Linked DNA regions of Rattus norvegicus: region 1 is linked to region 2. A link is a contact called in public Hi-C data. All regions are on one chromosome and are shown on one strand. The core of a region is the stretch at or near the end of the contact, and the rest is flanking DNA. Distances in the headings are between cores, read along the strand shown.

The links. Hi-C and Micro-C count contacts between places; a contact is called where the count stands out from the background.
Region 1: a Hi-C map of frontal cortex shows a contact between it and region 2, with 1.8 times the contacts expected there. The contact joins the promoter of Hes1 here to the promoter of Gp5 in region 2.

Annotation. Positions count from the first base shown.
Region 1 is chr11:84,211,629-84,214,328 of GRCr8, forward strand. Hes1 (hes family bHLH transcription factor 1) reads right to left here and starts at 1,417. Exons shown (of 4, transcript NM_024360.4): 1 at 1,111-1,417; 2 at 871-966; 3 at 546-633. The coding sequence starts at 1,218.
Region 2 is chr11:83,947,236-83,950,073 of GRCr8, forward strand. Gp5 (glycoprotein V (platelet)) reads left to right here and starts at 1,272. Exons shown (of 2, transcript NM_012795.3): 1 at 1,272-1,300; 2 at 2,179-2,838. The coding sequence starts at 2,181.

The sequences.
Region 1 (2,700 bases), core at 167-2,666, 260 kb after region 2:
GTCCCCGCCGCGCGCCTCCGGAACCACCTGGGGTTGGGAGGGTGGGGTAGGCTAAGAACAGCCAGCTCCTTCTCCCTAGGTTGGGTACAGAAGCCAGGACACTCCCTCCATCTAAACCGATCTCAGCTCCAGATCTGCTATCCCTAGTCCCGCGCGGGACCTGACCTTGGGCAATGCCACCCAAGGCGCCTTCCAAACCCTACTTCCCCTCCTGCGGCAGGGGTTGGACCGGTGCTAAGCCACTGACCCCTACCTTCTATCCAGCCTCAAACTGCCTCAGTCCTACGTCCTTTCGCCCTCACCGGCTTCCACAACAGCCAAGCTGCCCACCACCCTTCTCGGCTACAACCTCTCCCTCCATTTCCGGAGCAGTAACAACTTGGGAGTTGTGGCTATAAATAAGACCCAGACCGTGGGAACGCGGAGTGAGCCAAGGCAGTAAAATGTAGCTGAATGCCTCTCACAACCGCGGGCGGAAGTCTGGAAGAAATCAGCGCGGGCCGAGAGGGACACCCGCAGAGAGGGGACGCACGCGCGGTCCTCACCGGTCATCTGCGCCCGCTGCAGGTTCCGGAGGTGCTTCACTGTCATTTCCAGAATGTCTGCCTTCTCCAGCTTGGAATGCCGGGAGCTCTGCGCAGGGGAAACAAGGGATGAAAGTGAGACCCCCCTTGTCAGCTGCCTCCGAGTTCTGAAGCTCCCCATCCGCATGTCCCACATCCCAGGGTCTTGCGGCCTCTCTCCCGCCTGTGGGAACGCAGTGCTGGTGGGGTAAGATCCACACACAGCAGGCAAAGAGTTTAGCTCTTTGTGCCTGGGAAATGCCATTACATTCGTAATTTCATTTAAAAAAATGCATTGCTCACTTACATCTTTCTTAAGTGCATCCAAAATCAGTGTTTTCAGTTGGCTCAAACTTTCATTTATTCTTGCCCGGCGCCTCTTCTCCATGATAGGCTTTGATGACTGCAAAGGGGGGAAAAGAGGTCCTGAGTTCCCACGGGATCTGCCATTTCACCCCGAGATTTTAAGAGAAAAGTAAAAGGAACCCCATTGCGCGCACCCCATTTAATTTCTAGGGCCATTAGAGAGATGCAGGTACTGTCTTACCTTTCTGTGCTCAGAGGCTGTCTTTGGTTTGTCCGGTGTCGTGTTGACACTGGCTGGGGTAGCAGCCACCGGGGACGAGGAATTTTTCTCCATTATATCAGCTGGCATTTTCCTTTTTTTCTTTCTTCTCAATCCCCAGAGAATTTTATTTTTGGAATCCTTCACGCAAAAAAAATATTTTTTTGCTTACGTCCCCTTTACTTGGCTTTCATAAGAAAAACTACGGAGCAGTTGAGGGTTTATTATGTCTTAGGGCTACTTTGTGATCGGTAGCGCTATTCCAGGACCAAGGAGAGAGGTAGACGGGGGATTCCGCTGTTATCAGCACCAGCTCCAGATCCAGTGTGATCCGCAGGCCCTGGCGGCCTCTATATATATCTGGGACTGCACGCGAACGGCTCGTGTGAAACTTCCCAAACTTTCTTTCCCACAGTAACTTTCAGCCAATGGGAGGAAGAGACACGCGGCACCGCTCGTGGACTGCGCCCCCCCATTGGCCGCCAGGCACAAGGTCTGGCGGCCAATGGCGCGCGCCTGAGCCCAGGGCACCGGAGGCTACAACGTCAATCAAAAGGATTTTAACCCTTTGCTAACTCCTCTGGGCTTTGCTTTAGAGGATTTTTTTTCCCCCGTCTTGGTTTTAGTCTGGTCTATTTCTTTTGTGGCCACATCTTTGGTTTTTGTTTTTCTTCCTACAAGCAATATAGCTACTTTATATAATAAGTTCGTTTGAAAAATATTTTGAAAAGATATAGGCCAAAATTAAGTGATTAAATTTCTGTCTTCATGAATTCTGTTCGAACTCTGTATGTTTAGTGGAGTGAAAACTGCTCATGTGGGGCGGAGGGTCAATACCACCCCCCAAAAAAACCCAAATACTCCCTTATCCTCCCCCCAAATGCCTTCACAGGCAGGGTTTTCGGAGGAGCAAGGTGCCTTTTGGGTGCCTGTCTCCTATCCAGCCCGTTCATTCCTCTCCTGGAATTGCAGTTTTAGACCTCACGCTTCTCCAGGAAACAATCAGAATAATTTCCTACTGGGCAGAAAGGAAATGGAATTTCAAATGAAAAAAATGAACAAGGGGGCTTTGATAGCAATGCCACAGGAGGGGCGCGCTCGCTCCTCTGCCACTCTCTACCTCTTCAGGCTCTCAGTTGGCAGTGGGGAGAGACCGGAGACAAGGGAGTTGGTCCTCTCTCCTCACCCCGCGGGCGGCCAAGGCGGCCTCGGCGCCCGGCGCGCGAGCCCTTTAAGAGCTCCACCAGCCGAGCTGCAGTTTGACATCAGCCGGCCGGCGAGGGCGCGCCTGGAGTCGGAGCACGTGCCAGGATGTTTTATTGCCGCCGCGGCTGCGGCCGGGGCCCAGAGGATGTGTGTGTGCGTGCGTGTGTGAGTGTGTGTGCGCGCGCCCCGGGGGCAGGGAGGCGGAGGCCGGCGGCGGGCGGCCGGGAGCGGGGGCCGCCTCTAGTCCCCGGGAGAAGCCAAGAAGGTAAATAGCAGCTGCTGTGCTCGAGCCTGGGAAAACCCCGCCCCCTGCGCCTGGCCCGGGCTCATTGGCGCGCGCTGCGTGTGGGGTGTGTGCGTGCGAGT
Region 2 (2,838 bases), core at 22-2,521:
TTTGTCTTTAAAGGTGAAGAATAACCTTTTGTCTTAAAAATAAAAAATAGTGATAGCACATTTAAAGCAACTGCCTCTTAGGTACGTACAAAGGAATCTGTATCCCCCGCAGATCTAAGGCTAAGGAAAACAGCCTTGGAGCATTTAAAGGAATTGGTGGGTATTTTGCCTTGGAGGGATTTACTTGATAAACACCTATGACTTGACAATGGATAATAGCATTTATAAAGGATGTCTACATTATAGTTGCATATGGGAAAATGAACACAGCTGGACATTGTGATGCAGTCTTCGTGATCCCCAAAGTTTAGGATACTAAAGCCAGAAGATTGTATATTTGGAGCTAGCATGGGCTACATATACATAGCAAGGTTGTCTAAAGGAGAGAAAAATACACATAAAAGGAGAACATGAGTTTCTCAGAAGCTTAAGAACAGCTTCTTCATTATAAGAAAAGCATCAAGTTTGTCATTAAATGCAACATTAAAAGGCATATTGAGACAATAGGTTGATAGATTGGTGTGCTGTTTTGCCCTTCAGGCTGGGCCTGAGCTGTGCCAAGTGAGGGATGGGCATTCATGGAAACAATGAATGACCCGAGATTGAAAGGGTGCCAAGCACCAACCAGAGATGACCAGGAGTTCTCGAATGGTATGTGGCACTGTGTCAGTACAACCACGGCAGTAGGCAGTTTGACATTAAACTGAACATGAACTCTTGGGCAATGCTATTACAGAACATGCTTGACAATGGCTAGACCATTGGGGGTGGGGGTCGGGCATTTGAGAATTCTTTAGCCTTAAGAGAGAAAATGTTGGGCAAAGGAGATGGCTCATCAGGTGAAGAGCATTACCTCCTAAGACTGATGGTAGGAGTCCTTGGGGAACCTACATGGAGGAAGGTGAAAAATGCCTAAAGTTTCTGACACCCATGAGTGGGGCACTGCCACATGTGCACCCACATACTCATGCACAAGAATGAGAATTAGTGCAATATAGCATGCAAAAAAAATGCCTATTGGGGTCACCGATGTAATGAGAATTAGCATACCATTTCTGGGAAAACTAAGGTCTTCTACCCTCTAGCTTTGACAATAGGACAAACATGCTCTCAAAGTCTGAAAGCTCTTTGTCATTAAAACCTAGAATGTGCCTTACGGAGATAGCCTTTTTCTTGACTTTTTATCTGCTAAGGTCTTTATCCTCAGGATGCAAGAATACTCTCTCTTCCTCTGTGAGGTGCTGAGTCACAAACAGAGCTGCGAGCCTTTCAGTCAGTCCAGGGTGCAGAGCTGCTTCAGGTAAGGCCAAATATTCTTACATTAGTATGCAATTAGAGGCTCAGTCTGTATAGGAGCAAACGGAGACCTGGTACAAGAAACAGTACACATTTTTACTTGGGAAACATTGAGTGAACTCTGTGCTTCCTGGACAACTCAATGCCCAGAGTAGTTTTATTAAGCAGCTTGGCTTATAAGCGAAACAGTAGCTCCTTATTTAAATGTGTGAGTCAGAGAGACTGACTTCAAATTCTATTTATGTGACCCTTAACCTCACGTGCATTGGAGCGCCCAGCCTACTGTCCTTGTGTTACTGTAGCAGTGCAAAGTTTGGAGAAGCATGGTATAGAACAGTGGGCATCATTGGGTACCGGCTCCATTGGGCTTAGGGATGGGGGTGCGGTTACAGAAGGGTGTAATGTGTTGTGGGATGTTAGTACTTTGAAAATATGATTGTAAGAAACTGAATCTAGTGGAAGTGGGCCTTGCTGTTCCCTTGCTGACTATTGGGGATAAAGTTTCCCTGCTTAAGTTGTTAAAGTCAGTGGCACAGCCAGTCCCAGAGGCACTGCTTTCTATTCTCTAGAAAAGACCGTGACAATTTTAATTCGTTCTGTCACGATTTTAAGGTATTGTTCATAGTGCCCAAATGTCAATACTCTAAACTGGGGAGATGGTTCAGTGGTTAAGAATGTGTACCCAGAAGTCTGATCTAGACTTCCAGCACCCACATAAGCTGAATAGAATATTTTTTAATCCGCCTTTGTAAGAACAGAAGGAGACTTGGTTGTATCTGGACATCCCAAGGCAGCGAGAGTGCTGGTCCAAGAACTGTGCTTGCGGCAGGTGCAGGGCTGCAAGATCTGCTCTGAGCCTTATGTCATGCTCTTGCCTTTCAGACATGCTAAGGAGCGTCCTACTGTCCGCGGTGCTCTCACTAGTAGGCGCCCAACCCTTCCCCTGCCCCAAAACCTGCAAGTGTGTGGTCCGCGATGCCGTGCAATGCTCCGGCGGCAGCGTGGCTCACATCGCTGAGCTAGGTCTGCCCACGAACCTCACACACATCCTGCTCTTCAGAATGGACCGGGGAGTATTGCAGAGCCACAGCTTCAGCGGCATGACGGTCCTTCAGCGCCTGATGCTCTCAGATAGCCACATTTCTGCCATCGACCCCGGCACCTTCAATGACCTGGTAAAACTAAAAACCCTCAGGTTGACGCGCAACAAAATCTCTCATCTTCCACGTGCGATCCTGGATAAGATGGTGCTTTTGGAACAGCTGTTCTTGGACCACAATGCACTAAGGGACCTTGACCAAAACCTGTTTCAGAAACTGCTTAACCTGCGGGATCTCTGTTTGAACCAGAATCAGCTCTCCTTTCTTCCTGCTAACCTTTTCTCGAGCCTGGGAAAGCTGAAGGTGTTGGATTTATCGCGAAACAACCTGACCCACCTGCCCCAGGGATTACTTGGGGCGCAAATTAAGCTTGAGAAACTGCTGCTCTATTCAAACCGGCTCATGTCTCTGGATTCGGGGCTGCTGGCCAACCTGGGCGCCC